2 separate regions of the Mus musculus genome follow, and region 2 is linked to region 1. A link is a contact called in public HiCAR-type data. All regions are on one chromosome and are shown on one strand. The core of a region is the stretch at or near the end of the contact, and the rest is flanking DNA. Distances in the headings are between cores, read along the strand shown. Region 1 holds the start of Emc4 (ER membrane protein complex subunit 4). Region 2 holds the start of Scg5 (secretogranin V).

Region 1 (3,605 bases), core at 106-2,605:
CGTTTGGTGTGTACGCGGAATGAACATGGAATTTTAGACTGATTTTGAGTAGGGATGGTCTGGCATGTTTTAAAGGGATCATTTTTGATGGCTGTGTTTGGAGACTGCAAAGAGGACAAGGTAGGACATAACAAGACCCATTAGAACTCCATACAGAGAAGGATACTGAGAATTTGAGAAGGGGAGACTTGAATATAGGATCTCAGGGGTTTATTTGCAGGTATACACAAAGCGCACCTCTTTAGACCTAGAAAACGTGGTAATGCTGGAAACATCTTTAGTTCACACAATTATGCAAAGCCATAGTGGTACCTAATGTGTAGAGATCAGGAGTACTAAACATCTTAAAGTAAGTACCCAGCATAATTCTCCCCAACAACAACAAAAATGTACTTAGCCCCAAAGAGAAAACAGAGAAAACAGTGCTGAGGTTGAGAAAGCATGATTTTAAATAGAGGGATGGAGGGATAGGTGGTAGATGGTTAGTCTACGGCTGGTGATGTAACAGTTGAAGGCAGTGAGAAATGATAGCAGGATTGGGATGTTTTCAGGGTAAAAGTGACACAGTATCCTAACACACCGAAATTATGTCAGGGAACATATACGTAAGATACTGTACCATGGATCTTAAGCAATGTGTCTTAATGACCGGCTGCTTTACCTCCACTCCAGAGAGTAAGGCGAAACAGGGCTGGCCTACACGCTACGGTAACGTCTAATACCTCTGTACCTTCTCCACCAGGATCCGGTCGGTCTCTTGCACGCTGGTATCAGGCACTTGCTTGTCCAAGTAACCGACTGGATAGAGGGAGTCTCCCTGTCCACTGCCCCGGTCACTTCGGCCCCTAAAGAACCAAACCAAATCAAGAGACTAAAACTGCGGGTTTCCAGCCCTATCAATCACAGGAAAAAGAACCTCAGATGTAGCTACCCAAATTAGACCCTCTCGTGCGTTCGTCAGTTCTCTCTGCCTATTGGGAAAACTAAAAGATCCTGGGGAAAAATACCTTCCACAGCACAGAAGCTCCTTGGGTAACATCTATGTGCTACCCACTCGTGTCGGAGACTTAGACGAGGCCCAGGTCCGCTGGATCTCGGGCCGTTCTAGGGTAAGGATCAGATACCGAGCTTCACTCGAGAGACTCACCTGCTGCCTCCTCCCGGCCCACTCAGCTCAATGGCCCATTTGAACCGCCGGCCTCGGTTGGCCACTAGGCCCCCCTGGGTCGTCATGACAGCGGCCGCTGGCTAAAAGTACCCACACCCTCCGGCCGCTTGCGTTCTGCAGGTAAGAACTAGCTGCAACTGCAAGCTCTCCGACTTCCTCGCGTTCGCCGCAGTGCACTTCCGGCGCATAATTGAACGTCACACGATCACCGGAAACTTCCTGTCGGGAATACAGAAGAAAGAATGCGTGAATTTAGAAAATCCGCAGACATCCAGAAGAGCAGCTTTCTGAAACCTCCCTGCGAGTACACCTCTCACTTGTGCTCTGTCTCTCAGGTGTGCGCCATCGTGCTGGAGTGAAGTCCGAAAAGACAAGAACTGAAGCCAAGAAGAGCACGAAATTGAAATGTTGTTTTAATCCTGGGGTTATCCGGAATTGGGTGACCTTGAGCGAATTATTCAACCTCTGAGTACTCCGTGTCCACATATCGCAGGAGCTATGTATTTGTCTTGTTGTTGTTCTTGTTTAAATGGTTTTCCCCCATTTAACTCGCAAACTAACCCACCGAGGTAGACTCTGGGAATGGAAAGATAAGCTGAGTTCAGGATTTATCTGGTCTCCTTTTAAGTCCTTTCATTACTTACTGTGCCACCTCGTCTAAATTAAATTCATTGCTCCACCTGCCTCATGCAAAACGATGGATAATCGCCTAATTTTGACCTGTTGTGGGATTAAATAGGACCTATAACCTAGACCTAACTTTTTTTTATCATTAAGCGTTATCATTCCTAGAAAGGAGTTTAATATTCAATGGCTCATCTGTATTGTAATTTAGTCTATTACTGGAAAAATGTTTCCTCCCTCTCACCCCTTTTATAATTCAGTGTTAGTGTGAAAATCACTTGGGACATCTGTTCCTATTGTACTAGGAGTGGAATTGCTACATCTAAGAGTATGTACATTTTTAAAGAATTACTATTTTAAATGCCTACTTTTAAATTATCAGTTCAAATACAGTAGTTTTGTTTATTTCTTCTATTTACCTTTATTACTGTTATTCCCAAATTGTTTGTTATGGCTGTAGTTTTGAGGAAAGGACTACTGTGACAGTATGGTTGAGGATCTGGCTGAAGAATACCTCCTTAGCCAACTTAAGTTTTAAGAGATAATCTCTTAGAGATGACGGTGATCTGCACACATTGAAGATTCCCACCTCCACATCATTTTCCAGTTTTGTAGTTCTATGTGCAGAGAAGAGAAGGCTGTGTATGACATACAGTGTAGCAGAGTGGCGGAGGGTGTGAGATTTTACCAGCTATTCAGAACACTGCAACCTAAGACATTAGTCTAGAATTTTCCATTTAAAGTTTGTAGAACACAAGTGAAGCTAGGAGAGCTACGTGCAGATAATCTAAGCCACGAAAAGCAAAACTGATGATTGAAAAGTTGTAATTAAATAAGTTGTCATTAAATGTGCCACGGTAGAAATAAGTTAGAATTATACATATGTAAAACAAAATATAAAATAGGTTATCTATCACAAATGTTAATATGTGTTAAGTAATAGTTTTCAGGTAACGTCTAATTTTTAGGGCACTCGTGTGCTAATAAATTTTTAATGAGCATATTTTAAAAACAAACTTGTTTGATAAAATCGCATTTTTCTACTTAAAGTATTTCCTCGTTATATGAAACTTTAAACTATAAATCTCAGTTACTCTGTCCTCAAGGAGTCAGCCAGGAAGTGTATTCCTTCACCCCGAGAATCTTAAATGTCATTTGCTAAGTTGTATCTCAGGAAGACGAAGCCATTGGAACGAGATGCTCACATCTGCGGTATTTTCAGTACTGTTAGTATAATGTGATAAGCTATTTACAAAGATGACAACAGGCAGATATGGCTGCACTGGCATGTCAAACCACAAAGTGGCTGCCAGCATACATGTGTTTTTCATGACTGGGTGCCACAAGACCACCCCTCTTCACATACTCCAAGGAGCTGAGCACTGAGGTGACCAGCTCTTCAGTGCCTGCACGTGGGATATGTTCTGCTAACTGGGCTGCCGACCAAGTGCCAGCCCAGTGTGGGGATACACAGGGGGCCTCCACCCAATCAGAGGAGAAGGGGACGGGGACAGGGACAGTGAGTGGGATGTAAAATGAATAAATAACAAAAGTTGAGCACTGCCCCCAGCCCCAGCCTCAGCATGCCTGGCTTTCTCAGCCAGTGATGCCTTCCAAGCCCTGCACATTGAGTCCTTCTCCAGCTTCCTCCAAAGTTTTCAGAAGTGATGAAACCACGGGATTCTGGACGCAGTGCCAATGAGCAAGCTGTGCAATCAAGGGCCCCACGCCCATCCCCTGGAGGCCCATCCCCCGGTTAGAAAGATTTAACTGTCAAATGGTTACTAGAGAATTGCTTTTAGTTTTCTTTCCT
Region 2 (3,424 bases), core at 579-3,078, 1.5 Mb after region 1:
CACACACGCCAAACCAAACAAAACAAAAACCCTCAGAAATACAATAGAAACACTGTCAGTTTGGAAGAGTGCATACCTTCGATGCTCTGTGGCCCAACAAGATTCATGGCCTGGTGAGCCGGGTACTCCACGCGTGGCCTGGCAATGCCCAGCTGCTCCATAACCCCATGAAGCAGCCTCTGGATGTCTGTCTCTGAGACCCGGTCAGGGGTCCGTGGACTATAAGCGAATGCTGGATTCCACTCAAACATCAACCAAAACAAAAGGCCAGATAGCATAGCAGAGACCAGCCTTGAGGCCATTTTTAACCTGCAGAAGAAAGGACCAAGTTATATAACTTGGCCAAAATGGGCAACCATAACACAACTGGGGTGATATAACTATGACTCACAAGTTGAGGCTGAAGGACCACCCTGAAAGGAGACTCAAATGAAAAATTCCTAGAGGTTTGCTTTGTGTCCAAGCCAGGTAGGAAACCGCTGTGTGAAGGAAATAAGAAGACAGAAGAGTCTAGGATAAACTAGTCCCTCTAACTTGACACCTGAGGATTCTAAGGACAGGAATATGTTCTCACATCTATGGTCTGTGATCCTTGCAATCTAAGCACTTTTGGATTTGAGATAGGGAGGGTGGTAATTTTTAAGATCTCCTAGTTTAAGGAAAGAAAGGAATAACAAAAGGGAGTTAGGGAGACCCAAACAGTAAAAAACAAACAGACAATCAAAAAACATCCCAGAGAAAGGTCTGGAGTAGTGGCCGAGGGTGTTTGAACTTAGCAGACCAGCAGGCAATAGGTGAAGATCCCGAGCAGAGAGGTACGCCAACTCCTATCCTGCTCTGTGATGAGGGAAGCAAGCAACATGAGACGCTTGACTGCATACCAGCTAGGTCTTCCTGGGCAAGTTCCTCAGCCTCCTTTTCTACAGACCAAGGATAGCAACAATCTATCTTATAGAGTTACTGTGAAGATAAAGATCAAAATCATGTAAGGAGCATGGAGCAAAGCCAGGTACCTAGTAAGCCCCCTGCACGTCTAGCCCCTTGATGGTAATAAGCGGTTCTGGGAGTTAAGGTTTGCGGAGGCAGAAGCAGCAGGGAGAGGAAAGACAGTGACATGGTGGGGGATAAATCTGCCTTACATGTTGGTGTCCGTAGAAGCCACGGGAAGCTGAACAAGGAAACAGTTTTCACACAGCTTCCCTGGCAGCTGCTCGTTCAGGATGGGTGCTTCAGGCCATAGTCAGATAAACCCTTTTGAGCATTCACACGGGAATAGGGAATAAAAAGGTAGGGAACAAGCCAAATATCTTCCCTAAAACAAATACTTCATTTTATCTGTCTGCAGCTAACGGCCTTTCCTTGCAACTCACAGACATTAAAACCATGCTCTTCAAAGAGCCAAGGACCGCTATTTTAACAGCACAATCTACCGCTGTGATAAAAGGGCTGGATGCGGGCACCAGGCTCCATCATCTCCATCTTTCTTCATGAACTCCGAATACAGGATGTTTTCTTTACTGGCTAGCCCACGGATGAACTACCCAATCGCTGCTCTCGGAACTCCACCCCCACCCCTTATTTATAACCACCCCCTGTAATCCCCGCATCCATCCTTTGTCTGACCCCAGCTAGGGTTTCTGAAGGGCATGCTCCCCCACACCCAAGGAACCCAAGCACTCCCGCTTTCAGCTGAACGACAAGTCGGACCGCATCACCTGCATCACTGCGGAACTCACCGTGTGGCCGCGGGCGAGCTTCTTGCAATCTAGGCCAAAACAGGGAGCTGACGTGCTGGATAGCTCCTGCGTCACCTCCCTCCGAAACCTCGGTCCACCCAGGCCCCGCCCACAGCAGGTGGAAGAGGCCTTCCCAGAATTCCTGGAAGGCATTGCAGGCGCCTGCGTCTCAGGCCTGGAATGTTGCTCAGCTCCAACTGAAGCAGTCTCTGTGTCTCTTGGCTGTTTCTAGGGTGCCCCCTTTCTCCATCGACCCCTATGAACGTCATTTACCTCCTTTATCAGTCTCAAGCAATTGCCACAAGTAGATGGCATCTTTAATTGACATCCTCTAGATTTTAGAATTACCATACAAATGGGTTTCATGCTGGAATGTTCATACTCTCTTCTAGTACTTTTCCTTTCCTACCCCCGCACTTAAGCCCTGGTGACAGTGCTACCCTCCCTTAAGGCCCCAGGGGACCCGGAGGCTCTGAGCATTGCTTCATAAGTTCACTAAGAGGTGAACGTGCAGGACACTTTCGGGGCATGCAGAACTTACCTAAACAGACCTGGAACTTCTATTTTGTGATACCAACGGTGGGACCCAGGATCTTAGGAGATTCCTGGCCCTAAAAGTAACAGTACAAATGCTGCAAAGCCTTCATCAAGAAACTTGTGGTAAACAGCAAGTTCCAGGATGTGGTTAGAATTCAGATTTTCTTTTTTCTTACTGCAGCTAGAAGCAGCAAACCCACTGACATTTTACTGTAATGAATAGAAGCTGGAAGACTTGTCAGCCAGAAGTTTGTGTGAAAAGCCAGACATCTAGTGCCTTTGGTTCCCTGGATGCTTTCTGTTTCAGTCAAGATAATAAACACTCTCCTGGATTCAGGTACACAATACCTACTACTAATGAATACTGTTTACTCTCAAGTTGACTTCAACATAGCTCAGTTATATTCAACTTAATATTGGAAAAATAGGTTGCTGGCTGTGTAGTTGACAGAAACATACAAAAACTGTACGATTCATGTTGTACTTATTAGACAGGGTGTGAAGACCTTTTATTGCTGACAAAATGCAGATGGAAAGGACATTTTTATAAAATTTTGGTTCACAACTTTTGAGATTTCAGTACATGACGGTGGGAGCTCATGGAGGGTCAGGATAAAGAGCAGAGCATACAAGGTCCCCCAGTGACACACTTACTCCTAATGGTTCTACAACTGCTACAGTGCCACTAGCTAGGAACAAAGCATTCAGCTTGAGCCCCTGGGCAACAGTTCACATGCAAGCTTGAGGAGTGCATGGGTCTTACCATGGCTGATCTCAAAAGAGCCTACATACCTCAGCCTCCAGAATAGGTAAGATTACAGGCATGTGCCAGTACACTTGACTAAAACCTGGTATTTTTAAAATAAAATATGAATCATATATATCCTATACTTGTTTCTCAAAACCCTACAGTAAGTTCTTAGTGACCGTAGAATGTAACCCAGAAACCCACTAACTTTAGTGCTTTGTGTATTAAAATCTACTGCTTATTTATGAGAACACCCAAATACTAGTTTCTTACACTTAAAAAAATGAGAATAACTCTTGAAGTTACTGTACACTTTTAACTTCAGAAAGCAAAAATGTATATACTGTCTGACCTTTAGCCCATGAAATTAGCAACAATCTTCATTTTTGAATAAGATAAGAAA

Evidence for each region. HiCAR-type assays count read pairs that join an accessible place to other places.
Region 2: a HiCAR-type map of astrocytes shows a contact between it and region 1, with 4 times the contacts expected there. The contact joins the promoter of Scg5 here to the promoter of Emc4 in region 1. A contact is called at or near these places in 2 of 39 promoter capture datasets (embryonic stem cells and pre-B cells) and 3 of 115 datasets of contacts at active chromatin or transcription factors (astrocytes, bone marrow-derived macrophages and pancreatic cancer cells).

Annotation. Positions count from the first base shown.
Region 1 is chr2:112,366,672-112,370,276 of GRCm38.p6, forward strand. It overlaps Emc4 (ER membrane protein complex subunit 4), which reads right to left and starts at 1,356. Exons shown (of 5, transcript NM_026519.3): 1 at 1,148-1,356; 2 at 731-845. The coding sequence starts at 1,233.
Region 2 is chr2:113,827,263-113,830,686 of GRCm38.p6, forward strand. It overlaps Scg5 (secretogranin V), which reads right to left and starts at 1,829. Exons shown (of 6, transcript NM_009162.3): 1 at 1,737-1,829; 2 at 77-309. The coding sequence starts at 302.